Regions from separate parts of the Mus musculus genome. Here region 2 is linked to region 1. Evidence: chromatin contacts called from public HiChIP or PLAC-seq data. All regions are on one chromosome and are shown on one strand. Each heading gives the region's core, a stretch centred on a gene start, on an enhancer-like site or on the middle of the called end of the contact. The rest is flanking DNA. Distances are from core to core; before and after follow the strand shown. Region 1 overlaps Lpp (LIM domain containing preferred translocation partner in lipoma). Region 2 has its middle 18 kb from the start of A230028O05Rik.

Region 1 (4,279 bases), core at 1,767-4,266:
CCTGCCATTTTTTCTCTCTGAGCCTGTGTTCCTAAGCATACAGTAACATACATGCTGTTCCTGACCCTAGAGCTTTGAAATTCCATAAGGAATACAAGCAAACGCAGCACACCCTCGAGTTCATGCCTCCCCTATAAACAAAAGTAGACTTTGCATGCTGCTGTGTGATCAGGACTAACAAAGCATCAACAGGAAGGAGTAAACACTCCTCATTTGTGTTGGTTTATTTATTTCCAGGCTACATCTCTACATCACCTGCCAATGGCCTGTGGAGACACTATAATGCCTTTTTAGGATAACAGGCCCAAAAGTTCACAAACTTCACAAACTAAAATGAAAAAAGTCAAAAACCACACAATAAAAATACAGAGCCTGAACATCAAGAAAAGCATTTGCGAAAATAAAATAACAGCATACCCCTGTTTAAAACTCTTTAAAGGAATAAAAAATAATAATTATAACTTTAAAAAGGTGACAGAAAACAAAAGTAAAATTGAGCCCAGAAAAGACTCATTTGCCTGAGATCCCTTTCAGCCATGTTATTGAAACTGACACCAAAGAAAATAATATCCACATTTCTATTTGCTACCCACAACTGACATGGTTGGCCGTTTGCTTTGTTTTAAATAAAATGGGGAAGCAACAAATATATTAAATCCATCTGCAAAAAAACCCCAAATTTGCATGTGGAAAACAAATAAGTGGGTGATTAGGCATGCAATTGCCCATCTGCACGGGTGAGCATCCGTGCAGGTGTGCACTGTGCAGGAGAGAACACGCCCTCTGAACCGAGAGTCCCCATCAAGGAGGGTTGCCGGAGGAGGGAAACCGCAACACCCTCTCTCGGCTCTAGATGTGTCCTGAGCCAATACAGCTACAACCCCGCCTAGGTCAATCTTTTTGTTACATCTCTGTGGATTCTTTAAATGGTTGAAGTAATCTCCCTTTGCTTCAGAGTATCCTCAAAGTCTGCTCGATGTCATCTGTTGTCACTATGGTTATTACACGTGTGACTCCTTTGCTCCAGCTGTGCCAGCATGTTCCCTCATCTACCCAGTGTCCTTCAGTCTCGGGACCTCTGCACGTGCTTACACTCATACTGAAACACTTTCCCCTGTCCCCATCCTGGTTGTCTTTGGTTTGCTGGGTGACTTCCTCTACGTCCGTGTTCACAAGTGCTCCTGTCAGCTAGAACAGGGTCATAGAACAGGTACATAGTAAGCTCTTTTAAAGTCGTTAAATTAATGAGTCACCCATGATGAGGATGTGCTACAACTGGCCTCGTATGAAATAAGGTAGAATTCAATGCGCTTCAACCCAGTGGAGAAGGAAAGACTGCAGATGTGTGCTCTGCTGGACAGACAGGAAAGTACCAAGCAGGGCACAGCAAGTCACTGACAATGCATGGGAGGAAAGGAGAGGACCTAGAAAACACAGTTCTCTGCAACTTCCTTGTAAAGAAGCAAAAAACAAAGGAAGGAAGGAAGGAAGGAAGGAAGGAAGGAAGGAAGGAAGGAAGGAAGGAAGGAAGGAAGGAAGGAAAGAAGGAAGGAAAAGAAAAAAGGAAAGGAAAGGAAAGGAAAGGACAAAGAAAAAACAACAACAACAAAAACCATTCAGTTCAAAGCAGTTCTAACCTGTCTTCAGTTAGTTATCCCCTCTTGTCTTCCCTATCACAGCACTCTGTATACCTGCCTGAGATATATCAGCATCTCCAGGTGCAGAGAGAAAATCACTCTTTTAAGGCTTTCATCCTAAAAGGGAATTTAAATGCAGATAAAGTTTATCTTCAGGAAATTTCTAGAGTAAGACAGGGACGTCTTCAAAAAACACTAAAGTTGGGTCAGGAGAGATGGATGACTCAGTGGCTTAAAGCACCAGCTACTTTTCTAGAGGACTCAGGTTCAATTCCCAGCACCGGCATGGCAGCTCAAACCCATCTGTAACTCCAGGTCTGGGGTTCTGATGCCATCTTCTGGGTTATAAGTGCACTAGGTACCCATGTGTTATGCAGACATACATGTAGCCCAAACAATAGTTTTTTAAAAGGCAGAAAGGCTAAGCATTGAAAACCAGTCTAATCTGCTCACTCCCCTATAAAGCAGCAGTGTCAGTCACTACAGAAACGCCCGCAGTGATGCAGCACTCTGAGTCCCCACCCTCACCTCGCTGTCTGTCTGTTGCTCCCTCCAAGGTCAGAGGGTCTTAGGGCTGGCCTTGTGCACTGTGTTCAGATGCTGATCTCTCTGCCCAGACATCAGCCTACAGTCTGGATGGGCAAGCATGAAGCATGACCAGCACTGTGAACCATCTCATGTCTCAATGTTATGTAAAAACTGTTTTCCATCATCTCTGATTGGTCAATAAAGAGCTGATTCAGTCTGTGACTGGGCAGGTGAAATAGGAAGGCTGGACTTCTGATACCAGCCAGAGGTGCCAGGTAGAGGGAAGAAAGAGAAGGACCAGGACAGGGGAGAAGAGGAGGTGGACTGAGGAGCTGTGATGAGCAGGTTGCCAAGGAATATATACCATGAGGGCTTGATGACAGAGCAAACATGAGGACACATATGGACGTAAGGGTGCTGGGGCAAGACTCAGAGTGAAGGTATATGACCTGTGGCTGGGAATTAGACAGCCTTGGGGGGTTAGAATAGCTCAAAACTAACCCAGCAGCTTATTAATAAAATTAATAGGTCTTTGTGTCAATTATTTGGGAGCTAACAGGAGCAGATAAGGCTTGCACAAATAATTACAGACTACACTAGAGTGAGCTTTGTCCCTTCCATGTCAGAGTCCCACCAGAGGACACCACCACCTTGGATCTGTCCACCCTCATCCCTTTGAAATCTTTCTTCACTCCTAACCTCTTTCTTTGCCTGCACCTGGTCAGTGCAGAAGGGCTCCCTGACAGTGCACTGGAAGGCTGCGGGCTGACCACCTGACTGGCCTCTCCCATCCCCATGCCTGCCTCCCCGCTATGCCATAGCACGAGCTCTGATCTGACCTAGCACAGAGAAAGCTGGGGACTTTGCCAAGAGCTAAGCGTTGTGCCTCAGAGAGGAAGCAGAGTACACAGACTAATGGAGTCAGTGAGCAAGGCCAATCCAAGAAAGACTCTGACAGCGTCACTTCTGTGGCCTGAGCCTTCAACTGCCATCTTCAGTATAAACTAGATCATCATGGGTGTTCTGACTTCCCTGGAAGCAAAGAGGACAGAGAAAGCCGTCGCCCAACCCTACCTCACTGCAGAGACACAGAACTTCGGAAGTCTTGCACCCAGCTCCCATAAGCCACCAACCTTTTAATCCTTGACCCAGCTTCTCAACTCTTTCAAGCAACATATGCAGAGAAAGGTCACACTAGAGCATGTAGCTTTTAGCCCTCTCTATAGCTGAGAACTGAGTTCCATGCTACAATTTGCTATGTGATCTTGGAAAAGACACTTAAGGTCAACAAACCCAAGAATCTCAGAATGCAAGGCAAAAAGGGACCTTTATTTGTATCTTTGTATTTACTGAATTGGGGCAAGCGTGTGGAGGCTAGAAGACAACGTGAGGTGTAATTCTTCCTCAGGAATCATCCATCCTCCTTTCTGAAACAGGGTCTCGCGTTGGCCAGGGGCACCGAGCAGGCCAGGCTCCCTAGCCTTCCCAGCACAGGGGTTCCAAGTACATTTCACCACACCAGTTGGATTTTTCGGGTTTTGGTTTTTTGCTTTATTTTTACTTTAAACATGGGTTCTAGAAGTCAAACTCGGGTCCTCAGGCTTGCACAGCAAGCACACTACTGAGTCCTCCCCATTTCTTGAAGAGAACCTTTAAATTGTCTTGTGCCAACAGCCATGCAACTTCCCATATGCCTCCACTCATGCTTACTTCTGTGCCTGAACCACAGCAGAGGGGCTGACTAACCAGGGCTAAACAGCATGCGCCTCAGGCTCCGCTTCCCCACAGCCCTTCAGGATCCCCTGCTGAAATACCAGTTGACCATGAAAAGTGAGAAACAAACACCCATTCCTCAAATGAGATGAGGCCCGGGGATAGGCCACAATCTGGCTAAATTGCAGTGTAAAGAGCCAATCTAGAACAAGACAAAGTCCATTTCCTCTACTAAGTCTGATCCCCGGTGAATATTCCTTGCTACTGTACTAAGCAGTGAAAAGTCCACATCAAAGGTTTCCAACAAGGGACAAAAGGTTCGGAAAACCTAGGAGGAGGAGACACCCACTGGCCTGTAGTGGGCAGATGTTCTGTGCAGAACCCACAGGTCATCTAGCAGG
Region 2 (4,557 bases), core at 1,120-3,619, 580 kb before region 1:
CTGGTTTTTGGCAACAGCCAAGAGGATCTAATTCTGACACCTGTATTCTGAGGGGGCAGCTGGACACAGCAGGGCAGATGAGAATATCTAAAATAGTTTTCTAGAACTGTATTTGTCTGTCAGCAGGGTGACAGCCATAGTCTTGGGACAGGAAAATAGAGACAGAGACAGAGAGACAGAGAGAGAGACAGAGAGACAAAGGGAGAGAAAGCGATCAGGCATAGATTTTTAAGTCTCAGAGTTTGAGATGCCCTGGAGCATTCTGGGTAAGTAGTGGTTTGGTGAGGGAGGGGGAAAAGAAAATCCATGGATCTTGTAACATTTAGGGAAAGGGAAAAGATTCAGCTCAGTGGCATGACTGGGCTTGACTAGACAGCTATAGTCTATGAGAACAAACCTGAGAGTCTCATCTGACCTCTGCTGAACTGGATGAACATCTTCGCTGCGATGCTCTTCTGACACAGAGTTTAGGAGCTCACAGTTGGAAACCACAGCTCCGTAGGGCTGTGGGATTGGCTTAGAATAGCTGTAATACAAAGACTGGAGAGCCTGAAACAGCCAAGTGCAGCCAGCCCCTCCCATCTCCACACTACTGCTTCAAACACTTGTAGACATGAAAGGCTTGTCAGGGGAATGTTAAGGGTAGCCAAAAGATGGAGATGGTAGTCTGTGTGAGAAACATGCTAGTGAAGTCCTGGGTGCTAAGCAGAGCGTTTGTGGTCAGCATAGTTGGGAACAAGTGGATAGGGATTCAGGCAGAGCTTGGCTTACAAAGCTAGGAGTAGGTGCACATCTTCATACCTGAGCCAGGCTCAGAGGCAGGTCGAGTCCTGCTAGGGTAAAGAAAAAGAAATGCATTCTCGTTTCACTTTATAGCAACAAGGAGGCAGAAGCCCAGCCCAGGAGAAATGATATGTGCAAGGAAGTGAAAGGGGACTGCTGGCTCCAAGTTTGAAGAGAAGAACCACTCCCTGGGGGTATGGAAGTTGGGCTAACAGCCAGACTGAAGGAGCTGATTTCTTGGAGCTATAAACCTAGAAATTCGAAGCACTGACTTTTTCCTTACTGAAAATGAGGTTTACTCATTGCTTAACCTAAGGTCTTTACAGAGCCCACATGGCATCCCATACAGACGACTAGAAGAAGAAGAGGAAGAGGAGGGAGAGGAGGAGGAAGAAGAAAAAGAGAGGAAGAAGGAGAAGGAGGAAGAGGAGGAGGGAGGGGAGGAGGAAGAGGAGGAGGAAGAGGAAAGCCAGGGGTCTCTAGGTGCACCAACTGGCCCCCTAGTTCCCTGTGTGACTTTAAGTGAGACTCACCACCTTCCTGAGCATCAATCATCCCATGTCTTACATGTTGGTGTTGGATCACAGCAGAGCTATGCAGCTGTGTTCCATGAAGCCAAGAGATCCAGGCAGGGAACACACAGGCTCCATCCTGGCAGATGCTCGGGGAAAGAACAAAGAAGCAGAACTTGATCCTTGATCCTCTGTAGCTTGGAGCAGTTCTGTTGTTAAGTTTAGTATGTTGGGTTTCCCTATAAGATTTTATTTGAAAGTCACAATAAGAGAGGAAATCAAAAAGAAAGGGAGCCAAGGAGAGCGTGAGGCTGGATGGTCTCCAGCCTGTTGCAGGCTGGCTGCTGTTTTCTGACTCACCCCAGTGTTCTGCCCACACTTTCAAGAACCACTTCCCTTCCTCTCTGCCACCATCTCAGGGAAGAATCCATAGCGTACGTAAGCCCAGAAAAAAGCCACTGCTTAGATCTCATTTCCCAGCTCTGAAGAGTGCTGGCTCACAGAGAAGAAAATTGGGGGATTTTGTGGGCTGAGTGGGAGGAGACCTGAGGCCCAGGGCTGTAAATCAGGCTTGGAGGTTTGGATTCCCAGCAGCCTGACCTTCAGACACCCTTCCCTCCTCCGGATACCTTCATGCTCACACTCAGGCACAGGGAAGCATGCCCAGCTTCACACTGCCCCTGGAAGCAGGGCCCACTTGGAAGAGCTGTTTTGATTTTTCAGGAAAAATTGCTCATAGCCAAACTTCCCTCCCCAAGACCAACACAGGCAGGGATTTCCTACGTGCTTGAACAAGGAATATTCTGGAAGTCTGTTGGCCACCGTCTGGCCAAAAAAAAAAAAAAAAAAAAAAAAAAAATTAAAACACAACAATAATAATACAAAAAACCCCACATAGCTAACATACCCACCTGAGGTAGAGTATCATATATAATTTTATTTTTGTTCCCTAAATAAGCCCTTCTGCTGCCAGTCTCAGTACATCTCAGATAGGCCTACTTGCCCATTGCCGACTCCACATGGCATGTCTCTCAGTTCCCCAATCCACAAATCCAGGAATTTCACAAGCTTGGGAAGTTGGCACACCAGAGAAACTGATTTCTTTTGCCCTTGCACAATTCCCCTGTCGATAGAGTGCGTCTTTCTGACAGGAAAGAGTTGGCTGAAACTACTAAACCTGTGTGGGGTGCTGGTGTGGGAGTCAAGGGTGCAAGTCCCTGGTCTTCCCTCTCTGTGGTCACCAGCGAGTCGCTTCCTCCTTCTAGGCCTGCTTAAAGACAAGGCTCCTCCATTCAGGTAGTTTGTATGCATAGCTTTCCTTGACCAAGTCTCAGCTGAAGGCAATGTGGAATACCTCGGCGGAAAATGATTCCGGAGATCGCTAAAACATCTGTTGTCGAAATCAGTCTTGCTTCCGGCAGCAGAACAATCCCTCATCCCCCGAAATCCCAGTGTGTCGAAGGTGAGGCTTGTAAGGACCAACTCAGAAGGTGAAAGCTCTGGTAGCGGTTACACCGCAGGTCTTGGAGCAGAGGCCGGTAAGTGCAGGTCTAGAGGGGCTCCTAAGAGAGCTTTTACCTAAATTAGGATTTAAAAGCCATGAACTTCTTGGACAAGGAAGAAAAGGAACACAGAAGAAGAAATATGGAAGGCAGGGAATTGGGGAATTTTCAGAAAGAGTCCCCCCAATGACTACAAAATGTGGGCTGAGAGAAGGGGCACAAAGTGGTGTTCCCTAGGAACATGTATGTTCGTCTAGACTATCGATTCTCAACCGTCCTAATCCTGTGACTCTTTAATACAGTCCTCCCTTATGGGTGGTGATCCCCAATCATGAAGTTATTTTTGTTGCTACTTCATAACTGTAATTGTACTACTGTTATGAATCGTAATGTAAATATGTGTATTTTCTTATGGTCTTAGGCTACCCCTATTTAGGTACCATTCGACCTCCAAAAGGATCACGACTCTTAGGTTGAAACATGTTGGGCTTTAGGGCTTACATTTTTTCCTCTCAAAAACAATGAGGAGGAACTACTCCAAGGGACCACGTTCGTATTTTAGAAATCTTATTCTGGCTGTCTTGTACGACCTGATTTTGAGAAGGAAGATAAAATAAAAGAGAAGGCAGGGAGATCCTTCAGGGAGCAAGGAGCAAGAGGTGACAGCACCCTGTGCATAATGGCAATGAAGAAGAGGAAATGAAAAGTGTGTAGTAAGGGCTGTTACTGAATGAGCGCTCCCATCTCTAACTTTCTAGGACTCCGCAGCTAAAGAAATCTGAGCAGGCATCTCACCTCCCATTTTTGCCCGCCCCTCCTCCCACCTCCCACATTCTGTGAAGTCTGGCTGGCCCCTCCCACTCCTCCCCCATCTCAGGCAGGAGGCTTAGATAATAGGTGTGGCATCGGGCCCAGGCATTCCCACCGTCTTCTCCACCATCACATTCTGCTGCTTGAGCAGTTGGCCGCCTCCATGAGTGTTAATTGGAGAGACATCTGAAGTGACCAGACTGGTTATGCAGCCGCCATGATAGACACACTCCATCTGCTTCAACCAGGCGCTTCTCAGCGCACAGGGAGGCCGGCCTGATTCCTCTTGCCCAGGGCTTGTTAGGAGTTACACTCAAAGTTAGCTTCCTCGGCTTTGAAGTGGAAACTGCTTCAAAAAACATCAAGTACAGACATCCTTCAGTTTGGTGAGGAGGAAATTAAGGCCCAGTCTTGCCATAGGTTAGATGCAGAGCTCACAGCCAGGTTTCCATCTGTCCTTCAACACACTGGGTGTGACACTTGCTACGGCCCTTCTAGATCATGAGTTGACCAACTTAGTTTCCTACTATCACTATCCCTTCCCCACTCAGTGACAAGGGCTTGACCTTCACATGTCATTTTCCTTAGCAACTGTTAATTTCTTCAGCATTTTAAATGAAACTTATTTTATCATTTAACAGAGGGGATGTTAAAAGTCATCTACTCTAATGGTTCTGGCATGCTTTAAAACTTATTTGGTTAGTCTTGCTTTTAGCAGCAGAGGCTTTATCAACTCATCAAATAGAGGCTGGGAAAGGCCTGGAAAGGGGAGTGTTTGGGTGGCTATAATACTGAGTAACATATTTAAATATTATATAATACTGTATACTATATATATATGCCATATATATATACCATATATATATATATACATGGAATACTGAGTGACAGTCTGACTAGAGTAAGCTCTTTTAACTTCAAATGCATAACTTGCCCCAACTGTTCCCACA

The links. HiChIP or PLAC-seq counts read pairs in DNA pulled down with a chosen protein or histone mark.
Region 2: a contact with region 1 is called in an H3K27ac HiChIP or PLAC-seq map of hepatocytes, with 7 times the contacts expected there. The contact joins two enhancer-like sites. A contact is called at or near these places in 9 of 115 datasets of contacts at active chromatin or transcription factors (VIP interneurons, bone marrow-derived macrophages, embryonic limb bud and 3 more) and 1 of 9 other capture datasets (embryonic stem cells).

Annotation. Positions count from the first base shown.
Region 1 is chr16:24,464,563-24,468,841 of GRCm38.p6, reverse strand. The region is part of intron 3 of Lpp (LIM domain containing preferred translocation partner in lipoma); the gene reads right to left. Among named protein-coding and RNA genes, the nearest start is that of Gm24440, 60 kb to the right of the region's middle. Within about 2 kb of position 3,016, at least 7 of the 459 cell types and tissues checked have an H3K27ac peak or open chromatin away from gene starts, as enhancers often do. A contact at or near this core is called in hepatocytes, where this site is marked.
Region 2 is chr16:25,039,278-25,043,834 of GRCm38.p6, reverse strand. No RefSeq gene overlaps it. Among named protein-coding and RNA genes, the nearest start is that of A230028O05Rik, 18 kb to the left of the region's middle. Within about 2 kb of position 2,369, at least 152 of the 459 cell types and tissues checked have an H3K27ac peak or open chromatin away from gene starts, as enhancers often do. A contact at or near this core is called in hepatocytes, where this site is marked.